Regions from separate parts of the Mus musculus genome. Here region 2 is linked to region 1. Evidence: chromatin contacts called from public HiChIP or PLAC-seq data. All regions are on one chromosome and are shown on one strand. Each heading gives the region's core, a stretch centred on a gene start, on an enhancer-like site or on the middle of the called end of the contact. The rest is flanking DNA. Distances are from core to core; before and after follow the strand shown. Region 1 overlaps Fbxo42 (F-box protein 42). Region 2 overlaps Fhad1 (forkhead-associated (FHA) phosphopeptide binding domain 1).

Region 1 (3,945 bases), core at 244-2,743:
AACACACCCACAGCAAGCACTCCACCAGCCGAGTGTGCTCCCGGCCTCTATTTTAAAGCTATTCTGTTGTTTTATTTACGTGCACAAGTGTTTTGCCTGCATGTAACCATGTGTGCCACATGTGTACCTGGTGCCTGTGGAGATGAGAGTATCAGATCCCCTGGGACTGGAGTTACAGACGGCAGTGAGCCCCATGTAAGCTCTGGGAACAAAACCCAGGCCCTCTGCAAGAGTAACCAGTGCTCTTAACTGCTGAGCCACCTCCCCAGGCCCAGTGTTTTGTTTTTTAAGGCAGGAAGGTAATATGTAGCTGAGGCTGGCCACAAATTTACATTGATCTGCATGTCTCTGCCTCACAAGTGCTGGGATTAGTGGCATGTACTACCATGCCTGGCTAGGAACAAAGTCCTTACTGATGAAGTTAATGATACAGACTAGTTGTAGCGTACAACCTTGAAATGCTGAATGCTAAGGATTCCAGTGTGAGTGTGATAATCGTGAAATGTATAATTGGCCTTTCTTCTGTTTCCTGGCATACAACTTCTAAAAACAGGAGAATTTCCAAAGTAGAATCTTTCTGTACTAATAGTTAACTGACAACTGGCAGCCCTAGGAGCTTCAGGATTAGGACTGACCACGAGAAAGATTAAAGCATGATTAAAGAGTCAGACTATCAGGCCAACCCTCCAATTGCTAACTTGATCACCAATAGCCAATGATTTGATCAATCAAACTCAAAAAAGCACTAAGCACTGAGCGTGGTGGTTCACACCTTTAATCCCAGCACTTGGGAGGCAGAGGCAGGTGAACTTCTGAGTTCCAGGCCAGCCTGGTCTACAGACTGAGTTCCAGGACAGCCAGGGCTACACAGAGAAACCCTGTCTTGAAAAACAAAAGAAAACAAAACAAAAGGCACTAAGCATGGTGTACAAACCTGTAACCCCAGTTCTTAGGAGGCTGAGGCAGGAGGATCAGGAACTCAAAGCCATGCTTACCTACAAAACAGAGTTTAAGGCCATCCTGGGCCACATAATATTCTGCCTAAGACACACAGAAACACACCAAGAACTCTGGGTCTGGGGAGACTGCAGGCGGCTACTGTGAATGTAGAACATCTTGAGGTGTGCCCGAAGGGCATGGAGGCTCACTGCAGGCACCCCCATTTATCCACAGCCTGCAGTGTGTGAGTGTGTGTGCCTGTGTGGCTTGTGCATGTACAGGGAGCCCGGAGCAGGCTTCTCCTCCATCCTGCTCTGCCTCACTCCTTTGAGACAGGGTTGCTACTGACCCTGTTTTTGACTAGGCTGACAGTCAGGCCCCTGTGGATCACATCGCGTTTGCAGGTCTCCATGGTGCAGCAGCAGTCACCTGGCACCCCAGCACCTCACAGTATCTTTTATAATACGGTAGTAAATATGGAGTTTAGAACAAAGAGCACATGTAGTGTTTGTGGACGTTCTATGACCCAAAGAGGAAGTCATGAGACACCAGCCTTTCTGCTGGCATCTGGAGTGGGGTCACTGTGACAGTGCTGAATCCTCAAGCTCAGGATTTGAAGCTACCTCCAGGTGGTGTCAGAATTAAATGCATTACTGAGCCAGAGGACACCTAACTGATGGATTCTGCTGCTTGGTTAGGGGGCTGAGGGGGTGAGGAGATGGACTCCTGTAATCTCAGCAGTATGGAAGCTGTGACAAAAGAGCTTGAGTTCTAGGCCAGTCTGGGCAATACACAGCAAGTATAAAGCCAGCCTAAATTACTTTAGAAACACTCTTGCAACAAACAAAAAAATAAAATTACCAGACAGTATTTACCATGCTGTGCCCAGGGGCTTACCCACAGTGAGGTCAGTGGCCTTTCCCACAGATTTCATTCCCTCAGACATTCTTGGATCTCTTGCCTCTGTCCTTGTTAGCCATCCATGTGTCTGAACTATCCCTCTCTACTTGGGAATGTGGCAGGATCCTCGGCTAATGGAGTTGTCCTTCTAACCTCTGTCACCTTAGGCAGGAGAGCCATCATCTTGGGGCTACATGAACACTTGAGCGGGCGGCCTACAACAACAGGCCTATCATATAGACAGCTTCTGCTTCTCACTGCCTCACGAGTTAGACTCTACCCACTGATCACCTGCCTAATTAAAACCCACATCTCTTTCCTCATCACTATGGTTTCCAATGAAGCAGAGAGCAAGGCAATAAATAGCAGGAGAAACTAAGATGTAATACACAGCCAGAATTTTGCTCCAAGGTAACAAGAAAGCCTCAAGATACAGAGTCTAGCCATGCTTTAATCCCAGGACCTGGGAGAGGGACATAGGTGAATCTCTGTCAGGTCTATACAGTAACTTCTAAAACTGTCAGGGCTACACAGAGAGACCCTGTTTCAAACAAAACAAAATACAACCAACAAAAAGTTATCATGTCCAGCAAGTGGCTCATGTTGTATTCCCCAGGACCAAGGACTGCTGCAAATTCAAGACCAGTTTTGTATACATAATGTATTCCAGTCCAGCTGGGGCTATCGAGTGAGACTCTCCCAAAAACAAAGCCAAAGGTATCATGTCTAGATACATAGAAAGTGCCATTACAACCGTCCTCAATGTCCTGCATCACCCCAGAATATATTCCCCAGGTGGGAAACAGGAATGACTACAGTCGGTAATGCTGCGACTGAGGCCTAAGGGTCAGCATTACACTAACTTCCCTCTGTGCTGGCCACAGTGGGGGTCACCTGACAACCAAGCCTGAGGACTGAGTTCTAACAACAGGACTCACGTGGTGGAAGAAGAGAACCAACTCCCAAAGGCTGTTCAATGGCATCCCACATTCACACACTCTCAAAAAATGTAATACATTTTAGAAATAAATATTTGGACAAGGGGCAAATATGAGAAGGTAAAATGATACATACTATGAAAATGTCAAAATGAAATCCCAGTACTTTACATGTTACCTAAAAACTTTAAAAAAGAGAAAAGAAAGTAAAGAAGGAAGGCAGGCAGGCGGACAAAGCACTTACCAAAGCAAAGGGCCCTGGATTCCATACTAGCACCTAAGACAGATGAACAGTCATGATAAATTCTTTAAAGAACCCACAACTAAGAATATGCTCTACTAAAAATAAATACTCCTAATTTTGTTTTTTTGTTTTGTTTTTTTGTTTTTTGAGACAAGGTTTCTCTGTGTAGCCCTGTCTGTCCCAGAACTCACTCTAGAGCAGAGTGAAGCCTCAGACTCAGAGATCCGATGCCTCTGCCTCCAGAGTCTGGGCTCACAAGCGTCTGCAGTGTCCAGCATGCTCCTGATTTCACTCCTTCTCATTTACCACTCCAGCGTAGTTTACAAATGCTTTTTTTTTTTTGGCTTTTCAAGACAGGGTTTCTCTGTGTAGCCCTGGCTGTCCTGGAACTCTGTAGACCAGGCTGGCCTGGAACTCAGAAATCCGCCTGCCTCTGCCTCCCAAGTGCTGGGATTAAAGGCGTGTGCCACCACTGCCTGGCCAGTTTACAAATTCTGTCATCAAGCTGACATGTTCCCACCGCAATGCCATATAAGAGAAGGATGATACACAGCTAGGACTGAAGGCCTTAACTATCATGCTTTTGTTTGTGTATTTTGTTGTTGTCTGTGAAGCCACTAATTCTCCATACTCCTGTCTTGGCTTCCCAAGTCTAGAATTATGGAGAGATGACACATTTAGTCCTGGTACATGATTAAAGTTAAAAACCACAAGTCAAAGCTTGAAATGGGACAGGGTTTAGTTCAGTGGTTAAGCACTTCCCCTCTATATTGAAGGCCCCAAGTTCAATCCTAAGCAGCTAAGAAAATGAGAACAAAACCAGAAAACACCTTCAACAGGAGAGACTCTAGCACCCCAAGTTCTTTCTGTATCTTTTGGTTTTCTTTTTCAGTGCTGGGGAATCGGTCTTGGACAAACTATGCT
Region 2 (3,982 bases), core at 1,139-3,638, 800 kb before region 1:
GATGTGATATGGATAGATGCTCCAGTGCTTGCCTTGGCCTCCCCTCCGTAATCGACTATAACTTGGAAATATAAGGCAGATAAACCCTCCTTACCCCGTGTTGTTGTCAGGGTATGATGTTAATTTTAAAATTATTTTTAGTGTTTATGTGTTTAGCCTACGTGTGTATCTGGGCACCGTGTGTGTACAGTACCCAGGGAGTCCAGAAGAAGGAGTTGGATCCCCTAGAACTGGAGTTAGAGATGATTACAAGCCTTCATGTGGGTTCTGGGAATTGAACCCCAGTCCTCTGCAAGAGCAGCCAGTGCTTTCCAAAGTGCTGGGATTAAAGGCCTGCCACGCCAGGCCCACCTCATTGATAGTTTTCATTAGATATTTCCCCCTGTATCCTTTTGGAATTTTTTTCCCCTCGGTTCCTCATCTGGTAAGAATGGCATAAAAGCTATATTATGTCTTCCCAAAATCTGATGTCAATTTTTTACTCTTTTTCTGTTTGTTTTGGTTTTTTCTTTTTTTTTAAAAAAAGATTTTATTATTTTATGTAAATACACTGTAGCTGTCTTCACACACTCCAGAAGAGGGAGTCAGATCTCATTACGGATGGTTGTGAGCCACCATGTGGTTGCTGGGATTTGAACTCTGGACCTTCGGAAGAGCAGTCAGGTGCTCTTACCCACTGAGCCATCTCACCAGTCCCTTGTTTTTTTTTTCGAGACAGTGTTTCTCTATGTAGTCCTGGCTGTCCTGGAATTCACAGAGTGCTGCTTCTGCCTCCTAAGTGCTGGAATTAACTTGCCACTACTGCCTAGCAAGTGTTTTCTCTTTTGATATTCTTTTCACAGTTACTCTAAACATGCACTTTCATCTTATCAAAACGCGGTGTCCATGGGTGATTTCACCCCACTCCCAGATGACACAGTGGTCACCAACGTCAACCCTTTAGCATCGCTGGCACCACAGAGACTTATGTAATGTAAGCACCAGGACCTACACCTCCCTCCACACTGACGCCCCAGAGGCACCCGCAATGCTGTCATACATTCAGTGTTCACACCCATGGGAGCTGCCTTCCCTACGTCCCTGGGTATCCATCCAGGATCCTTCTTCCTCTGCCTAAAATATATCCCTAAGGATTAAGTGTCTACTGATGGTAAAGTCTCTCGGGGGTACATGTGTGCATGCATGCATCTGTGTGTGTGTGTGTGTGTGTGTGTGTGTGTGTGTGTGTGTGTGTGTGTGAGAGAGAGAGAGAGAGAGAGAGAGAGAGAGAGAGAGAGAGAGACCCTCCTTTCTGCAACATACTTTAACGTGCATGGATTTCTCCATTGACTGATTTCCTTTAGCACTCTGTAGACCTATTGTTTTCCCAACTGTAAGTCTGTTACATAATTACTCTTACTACACAGTGGTTATTATGTAACCAATCTCCCTTGCCATTTGTTGAGATTTCCTTTCCCTTTGACTCGCAGCAACCGTGTAGCAACCTTGCCTGAGGTGGGCTCATTTTTCCTTACTTCCTTTGCATTCCTATGTGCTGCTTGCATCTTCCCCTTTATTTATTTTGTTTCATTTCATTTTTTTCCCATTAAGACTGGAGCCTGGGCTATGTACCGAACACAGAGAGAGGCTACTGCAGGCCTGTGACCACACTAGGTTTGTGGCCAGTTCTGCCTGTGACGGTCAGGGCTGTTTCTGGCATTGTGACAATCATTTCTGTCTGTTTTCTTAGCCCGCTCTATGATCTGAAAGCTGTTATGTCCATTTGACAGATGAAGACATGAGGTTTGAGGGAGCAACTCAGAGCAGAAACCATACACTCACTGAGGGGTAAAAACCAAGCTAGAAGCCTCATTTATGGGGCTCATCATTACGGCACTACCACTAGCCACATGTGACTATTGAAACTGAAATTAAATTCATTTCCAAATTCTCAATCCTCCATATTCATATTTAAAAATAAAATGGTATTTTTAAATTCAACTGAAAATCCACCTCCTCCACTGAGCCAGGATGTAAATTTAAAACCCAGTGTCCCTAAGCACTTGTCACATACATCCACACAGGGCCAGTCAGCAGGCAGCCCAGACTTTGGCCATCTAGGCCTTATGAGAGGAAGCTGATTCAGACCCTGTTGCTCATGTCTGAGTGGGTCTCAGCGGTACCATCAAGAATGTTCTAGAAGGAAATAGATCTGAGGCAAGGAGACCCAAGGTTACCAGTGCCCAGTCTGAGGTCTAATCCAGGGTAGGGACCTCTGAGGGCTGAATCCACTCCTAAGCATCTCTTCTCTGTGGCAATGACAGAAGGACAGGGCAGGCAGGACACTTGAGGGCCAGGGTGGAGCTGTGGCTGTGGCTGTGGCTGAGGCTGACTCTGAGGCTTTGGGCTGGGAACCAGGGCGGAGCAGGCCCAAGGCCAGACATTGAAGTCCCTCCCTCCTTAGAGCTGGGAGGACCTTCAGGGCGAGCAATAAAAACCAAAGCGGACTTCTCAGGCAGCCTGAGTGTGAGGGGCTCTTCGCTGCCCCACAGGGCTCTGGACAAAGTGCTGAAGGGTTTGGGGTGTGTATTTGTGGCACACTCCTCTCCAGACCCCAATAAGAGGCTCGTGAGTCTGCTTCAGCATGAAACACCTTCCTTTAAAGGTGTACCCCAACCTCTAATACAGGTTAGAGCCATGGTCCCCAGGGAAGTGGGACAGGAAGAGAAAGGGACCGATGTGGGAGAGAGAAGGAGGGGTAGCGAGGAGTGGGCGTGTTCTGAATACATTATAAACGTGTATGAACATGCCCATCCTGTCTAACATCTAATTTGGAAAAACTAGTTATGAACGGAGATGCAGTGCATCCAATGGCCAGCAGAGGGTAGAATTGAGCACTTTCCCCGCTTACAGGGAGGGAATGAGTAGCCACGCCCCAGACCCCCCATCCCTTTTGAATGCCTTCTGCAAGTTCCATCTCTTTGAAAGTCTTGCTTGGCTGACCTCCCTGAGTGGTCCCCACTAATGACGTATTCTGGACAGTATTCCTAATAACAATATTTACGAAGCCCCCCGTGGACTTAGGGTATGAGAATAATGGAGAAAGGTTTATCTTGCAGTTTTACTTGTGACAGCTAACACTAACACACACGTAGACGTTATAAAAATCTCACCACTTCTCCAAACACTCTTAACCCCATGGTAACTCGAGGCGGTCCTAGAAACATTGCCCTCCCCCACCCCCCAAAGACCGAGTCACAGACCAACAAAACAAGCCTCTGAAGTCACATGACCTATTAGGGACTGCCCTCGGATTCAGGCCTGGGGTAGGACTAACTCAGCCGGGCCCAGGGAGTAAAGCCTGGTGCTTGGCCCCAGGGGACGAAGCCTCATAAGCCAGCTTCCTCACCAGACTCACTTTTGCCCCCTGCCACGTGGGCTGCTGCTCCTGCACGTCCCTCTGGGACACCCCCGCCCCCAGGCCATTAAACCTCATGGAGGGCTCCCCCACAGACCGCCCGCCTCACGGCCGCATTAACAGCAGCCAGCACATGCTTTGGTCATCCTTTCAGGTCGAAGAGAAGCTTCAGGAAGATTCCAGAAGGAAATTGCTTCAGCTGCAAGAAATGGGGAACAGAGAGAACCTCATTAAAATCAATTTGGAAAGGGCAGTAGGCCAGGTAGGAGCGTTCCATGGCCCTCCTTGCTGGGTCTCCTACACCAGGCAGCCAAGTCTGGTGTCAGGATGGGGCGAGGTGGAGTGGGGCGTGATGCCTGGGTGTTCCACCCATCAACAGCTGGGATGTCCTCACTCCAATAGTGTGCTGTGACTGTGACCCAAGACCCTGGCCAGGCAGCCAACCCTGCCCCGGGGCTGCCTGTTCCCCCCTTCTTCCCCCTGGAGAGTTTCTCCTATTGCTTTCAGTGTAGGCATTTTCCCTGGTCTTTCCTCCCCCAAGAGCCCCCCGCAGAGTCTCAGTGGCCATAAGGAAATGCCTCTTTT

The links. HiChIP or PLAC-seq counts read pairs in DNA pulled down with a chosen protein or histone mark.
Region 2: an H3K27ac HiChIP or PLAC-seq map of microglia shows a contact between it and region 1, with 4 times the contacts expected there. The contact joins two enhancer-like sites. A contact is called at or near these places in 2 of 115 datasets of contacts at active chromatin or transcription factors (bone marrow-derived macrophages and microglia).

The regions. Positions count from the first base shown.
Region 1 is chr4:141,155,254-141,159,198 of GRCm38.p6, reverse strand. The region is part of intron 1 of Fbxo42 (F-box protein 42); the gene reads right to left. Among named protein-coding and RNA genes, the nearest start is that of Fbxo42, 9.3 kb to the right of the region's middle. Within about 2 kb of position 1,493, at least 53 of the 459 cell types and tissues checked have an H3K27ac peak or open chromatin away from gene starts, as enhancers often do. A contact at or near this core is called in bone marrow-derived macrophages and microglia, where this site is marked.
Region 2 is chr4:141,957,252-141,961,233 of GRCm38.p6, reverse strand. It overlaps Fhad1 (forkhead-associated (FHA) phosphopeptide binding domain 1), which reads left to right. Exons shown (of 32, transcript NM_177868.4): 10 at 3,552-3,659. Among named protein-coding and RNA genes, the nearest start is that of Fhad1os1, 24 kb to the left of the region's middle. Within about 2 kb of position 2,388, at least 132 of the 459 cell types and tissues checked have an H3K27ac peak or open chromatin away from gene starts, as enhancers often do. A contact at or near this core is called in bone marrow-derived macrophages and microglia, where this site is marked.